Regions from separate parts of the Mus musculus genome. Here region 2 is linked to region 1. Evidence: chromatin contacts called from public promoter capture Hi-C data. All regions are on one chromosome and are shown on one strand. Each heading gives the region's core, a stretch centred on a gene start, on an enhancer-like site or on the middle of the called end of the contact. The rest is flanking DNA. Distances are from core to core; before and after follow the strand shown.

Region 1 (2,804 bases), core at 136-2,635:
ATCTGTATCCTAGAAGTCCGCAGCTGTGAATACAGTCTATTAAATAGCTAGAAGCATGGTAGAGGTTGCCTTTTGAAGGGTTCTAAAGCCTTCTCTGCGACCAGAGAGGTCAAGTAAGGACTGTTGATCATTCTGCATTTCATTATTGAGACCTAGTCTGTACCAGCTGCTGGCTACTGAGGACTCTTGAGGGGAATACAGCCAGTCACGGCCAATGGGACCTGAGAATGCATCAACTTAGAACTGTACTATGGCCAGACACTGGCTGGTGGATTTCTGCACCAAGTGTCATAGATGCAGTAGATGGAGTTAGAGTGGGCAGGGGGGAAAGTAGATAGAGGCTCCACAGAGAATGTGATGTGGTACAAACTCTCAGAGGAAGAGACACATGGGAGAAACCTGGGTCTGAAGTCTGGACCTACTGAGCCCAGAGCCCTGGGTCCCGGAAGGGGACCACAACTGGAGAGATCAATTGGATTCAAGTGATGTGGATGTCAGTAGACATCCCAAAATGGATATGATTTATTTATTTATTATATGTAAATACACTGTAGCTGTCTTCAGACACACCAGAAGAGGGCATCCAATCTCATTACAGATGGTTATTAGCTACCATGCGGTTGCTGGGATTTGAACTCAGGATCTCAAGAAAAGCAGTCAGTGCTCTTAACCACTGAGCCATCTTACCAGCCCAGCCCAAGTGGATACAGTTTATCCTGGCAAATCATGGGCGCCACTGAAACACAGATATGGCTACTCCCCTATGACTGGGGTGGTGGGCACATTGCTAAGAGAAAAACCAACAGGAAGTTCACTTTTGCCAGCCAGACTTCCCAAGCTGGGCACAGTCCTTCCTCTTTTCTTCACCTATAATGCTCTTCCCAGGGAGCTGTCTGCTCCTCTCTCCTCTTATCCATCTCCAGGCACCACTTATTCCTACTGTGTGTATGCTGCACTTACTATGTCTGCTGGTCTTTGTCAGTCAGAGCAAGGATGTTTGTGGTCCTCACTCCCAGCTCTCTGCTCCTTGCTCTGTCCCCAACAGGCAGATGACACTCAGCAATTGTTTGTGGATAGCGTGAGTGAATGGATGACTGACTGACTGAATAAATGATTGATTGAATGAATGAATGAATGAATTTTTTTCCTCAACACAGAGCCCTAAGAAGATGCACAAGAAGCAAGAAATACCTTCTTCACTTGTGGGAATCAAGGCAGGAAGGAATGCCCCCACCTCTGCTCTAAGCCTTCAAGGTCTGTTTTTGGTCCCAGCGTGGTGGCACAGTCCCCTCCCCATGCCCAGCAGGGCACTTGGCATAGCCCAGGGCGACGTGCCACTCCTCGGCAAGCACTTCCTCCTTCAGTGGGCCCCGCCCTGCCAGGCTGCCTGCTCTGTGCCTCCCGGAAATGCCTCCCTGCGAGGCCGGCTGGCTAGGTCCTCCCAGAGCGACAATGGCTTGCAGGAAGGGCCAAGCAGAGGAGGAAGCCTGGGCGGGGCTTTCTAGGAAGCGACCTTTGCAGGCCTCCTCTCAGCTTGGGGTCACCAGGGCCTTTGGTTGCTTTGTGCCAGTCACTATGCTCCCTGCCAAACCCATTTCCACAGCCACAGGAGACCCTCTGAGTAGGGCCCATGACACTGAAACTATCCTGGTGTTCCTGTATTGATTCATAGCTTTAGATTTAATTTAGACTTAAGTGAAAAAGAGAAAGCCACAGCATTCTATTAGGATTGTTACGGGGCACTCTCACAAAGGCTGCTAATTCATCCGATTTTTTTTTTTAAATAAAATGATCGGAGGCAGTGTGAAATCTTGGCTGAAATTTTAGCTAGTAAAAGTAGGAGTGCTCTTTATTAATTTTTTCCCCCACTTTTCTGTAACCTTAAAAGTATTTCAAGCCCCAGGGTAAGTAGCACTCCCTTTTAATCCCAGCAGAGGCAGGAGGATATCTGTGAGTTCAAGGCCAGCCTGATCCAAAGAGAGTTCTAGGAGAACCAGGACTACATAGAGGAAACCATGTCTTGAAAAAAAACAAAAAAACAAAACAAACAAACAAAAAAACTAAATCCAAACCAAACAACAAAACAATGTACTTCCAATTAAACCTGAAGTAAAGGACTGGCAAGACGGCTCAGCTGTGAAGAACATAGATTGCCATTGTAGACGAGCTGAGTCTGGTTCCCAGCGCCCAATTTCCTGGAACTCTAGCTCCCAGGAATCAGATGTGTCTGGCCTCTGTAGATAGCAGCAGTTACACAGGCACATACTCACGATTTAAAAGTCTTTTAAAAAGTGAAAGAAGCACCAGGAATAGCCAGATTTGAATTTTCTTTTCCATGACGACCTCTTGGAGGTTTCCTGACTTAATGTCCTGGATTTGACCTTTGGCAGTGGTCTTCAATCATCCGGGAGAGCAAGGTGCCATGGTATCCTCTGGAGGACAAAGGAACTTGCTTGCTTTCTCCCCCAACCTTTTCTTAAAATTTAGGATCAAAGGCATGCACTACCACCTCTAGCAAGATTAGTTCTGTGCTCTTTTTGATTACATGTATGTGAGTGTGTGTACGTGGAGGAGCGTGTACGCAGGTGGGCACAGGCACCCACAGAGGGTCCTCTGGGCCTAGATTTGCAAGCTTGGGTGCTGGGAACTGAATTTGGCTCCTCTGCAAGAATAGTCTATGCTCTTCGCCCGTAAGCCCCTGAGTCATCACACCAGCCTCAAGAAGGAGCTTTCTAGACTCTCTGGAGTCTCCAGAGCTGTACAGCTGCTTTGCTACGCAAAGGGTCAGCACTGGTTACTCGGCT
Region 2 (2,804 bases), core at 209-2,708, 90 kb before region 1:
ATCCACATCTTCCCAAAACAGCTTACCCAGGAGAGCACTGTCTCCCATTCACACAACATCAAGCATTACTCTATGCCATCTTCTCCCCCCTCAGCACAAGTCAGAGACATGATACCATAGCTGACAAATGAAAAAGAAACACGCTAGAGCTCTGTTCCTAAGACCTCAATATAGAGCCCTCCCAGTTAGAAGGATCCACACCACAGCCAGCATGTGGAGGTACTGCCCAGGGTCCCGAGAGGCTGGCTGCTCCCTCCTCGACTCACCTCAGCACATAGTTGACACACATGATACACTGAGGCTGCAGGTTGCGGGGGTTGTAGATGACCGTCCCCTGGGTCTCCAGCCACACATATCCTCCGTGTTTGGCTAGCATCCGGTACTGGCCAGATACCACCTGCCCCTTGGTGCACACTAGTGAAGAAAGGAGCCAGAGGTAAGAGAGGTGCAGGAGTGGTGTGCAGCACACACTCTAACCCCACAGGAAGTGTCACCTGCCCGGGGAGGGGGATGGACAGAGCTGCCAGATGGATGCCAAGGCCAGGAACAGTGAGAGGGTTGGGGGAGGGGGAGATCATTTCAGCCAACTCTTCGTTTCAAAAAATGGGAATAGGAGTTCTGAAGGAAAGCAGATGTTTGCCTGCCCAGTGCAGGAGTGACTCCCAGTCAACCAGGGAGCAGCACCCTACTGACTTCACCTCCTGAAGGTAGCAGACCACATCTGGAAGGTGGACCGCAGGGCTGCAGCCCCGTCCCATTCCCTGACTGTGGAGGACAGAACAGGGCTGGGCAAGTGCTCGTCCACGGAGCTCCAGCCCCAGTCCTTTCTGTTATTTTGATGCATTAGTCAGGTTGTCCTTGAACTCCCTCTGAAGTCTAGGCGGGCCTTAAACCATTCTTCTGCCTTAGCCCCCTGAATAACTGGGACTCAACTCAAGAGCTGTGTCACAAGACCCAGCTGAAGTTTGTTTTTTAAACTTTGTGTCCCTTGAACTTTCTGCTACCTTAGGAGCCAGATACAATTTGAGAGAAACTACTGCTCTATTTATCTGGAGTAGGGAAAGGCCTGTACTGTTAATTCAGGGCCTCAGCCACTGGAAGGTCTTTAAACTTGCCAACTGCCCCGTGAGACTGCCAGCTTAGAGTTTCTTTCCTCTCCTAGGCCATTCTAAGTAGTCAATTTCACAGTCTAAAAACACCAAGGGGTGTCCCACACACTAGTTTGTCTTCTTCCCCATTTCCAAATGCATTTTTATTTTTGTGAAAGAGCTCTCAAGGGCTCCTTTTCAGTCATGTCTGCTGATTTTAGAAATGTCTGTTAGCTTCTTAAACTGTCCACTGACTTTCACCCCCCCCCCCCTCCAAATGATTGTTCAGAGCTCCAGCCCAGAAGTGCCCAGGTCACAGAGAACTGAAGAGGAATGATGGGAGGCTCAGGAAGTCTTGCTGGCTTGGGGACTTTGGGTAAGTAACAATCCTGGTGTGGTTTCCTCTCATGTCCATCACTGTCATTTCTAACTGTCCAGAAGGCTACTGCTGTTTGCAGATCAAATGGACTTGCCTGCCTCATCGGCTACACAAACACTGTTTAGGAATTTCCTCTTCCACAAGCTATCAATGCCTAGTGCTTAGGTACTGTGCCAGTTATGTTACTAGGAATTGTTTACGGCAATTGTCCTGGGGTTCTAGGAGAGAACAGCTATGTTCCCTGTAGGCAGTCTCCTTGGATCTACCAGTCAGCTCGTGGGCCACCTCATCAGTCCTGCATGGTCTGATGAGGGATGGCCTTGTTCATAGTCACACCAGTCACAGTCCTTCTGCCTTGGCACATCTTACCCTCTTGGATATCTTAACACACAGCAGCGAGGAGCAGGAATGATGGAGAATTACATGTGCGCATTGCTCAGCAGAGCCACCGCTGCCTTGAGAGGTAAATTCAAGTCCCTGTGACAGTCATTACATAGTGCACCTGTGGAGTTCAGTGTCATGGCTGCCTTGCTTGGTGTGGGTTACCAGTGTGTGAAACTCCTGCTTCCCATCGACAGCGACTGCAGCCCTTGAAAGAGTCCTTTGGCTAAACATGATTGCCAGCTTGCACAGTCTCAGGCTTGAGAGTCTAGATTAGACACATTTTCCTCTCTACAACAAGCTTTATTGTATTTTAATTAATTTTAATTTTAATTAATTAATTTTAATTAATCCCATGGAGAGGTAACTATTTCACGCATATAGTACAGTGAGTTTTGACAAACGTAAACACCTAAGTAGCCATCACCACAGCAGAGGGACCAAAAACTTCATCTGAACCTGCCCCATGGCCCACGTGCCTAACTCCTCCTCCTAGTTCTGACTTCTGATTCCAGACGATCACCGATCTTTCCCCGGCACCGTCTCCTGTCCTTTCTAGACGTCTATGGGAGTAGACTTTCTTGAGTTTGGCTTCATTATCCTTGAGCATCGTGTTCCTGAGGTTGTGGGTGTTTCTGTGATTCGTGGGAGAGAAGTGTCTCCCTGGGTGTACCATGGCCAGTTTATTCCTTTGACCTGGATGTTTGAGTTTCCCGTTGTGAATAAAAGTGCAATAGACATCTGTATCCAAATCCACATCCAAAAGAACGTGGCTTTCTTTTTCATGGGGGTGTAACAAGGTAAGAAACTTCTAGATTATCTGCTGAAGACCATGTTTTTATTATCAGAAGTAGTCAGATTGTTTTGCCACTTTGATTGTCTTATCTTCATCTAATCTTTTAAATGGACTCCTGTGCAGGAGGGAGGAGAGACAGCACCCTCTAACACAAGGAAAC

The links. Capture Hi-C pulls out chosen DNA fragments and counts their contacts.
Region 2: a contact with region 1 is called in a promoter capture Hi-C map of adipose tissue. The contact joins two enhancer-like sites. A contact is called at or near these places in 3 of 484 Hi-C or Micro-C datasets (double positive thymocytes, effector CD8 T cells and embryonic stem cells), 2 of 115 datasets of contacts at active chromatin or transcription factors (effector CD8 T cells and embryonic stem cells) and 3 of 9 other capture datasets (adipose tissue, liver and pancreatic islet).

The regions. Positions count from the first base shown.
Region 1 is chr17:86,730,877-86,733,680 of GRCm38.p6, reverse strand. No RefSeq gene overlaps it. Among named protein-coding and RNA genes, the nearest start is that of Epas1, 22 kb to the left of the region's middle. Within about 2 kb of position 1,385, at least 230 of the 459 cell types and tissues checked have an H3K27ac peak or open chromatin away from gene starts, as enhancers often do. A contact at or near this core is called in adipose tissue, where this site is marked.
Region 2 is chr17:86,821,290-86,824,093 of GRCm38.p6, reverse strand. Epas1 (endothelial PAS domain protein 1) reads right to left here. Exons shown (of 16, transcript NM_010137.3): 8 at 267-414. Among named protein-coding and RNA genes, the nearest start is that of Epas1, 69 kb to the right of the region's middle. Within about 2 kb of position 1,458, at least 9 of the 459 cell types and tissues checked have an H3K27ac peak or open chromatin away from gene starts, as enhancers often do. A contact at or near this core is called in adipose tissue, where this site is marked.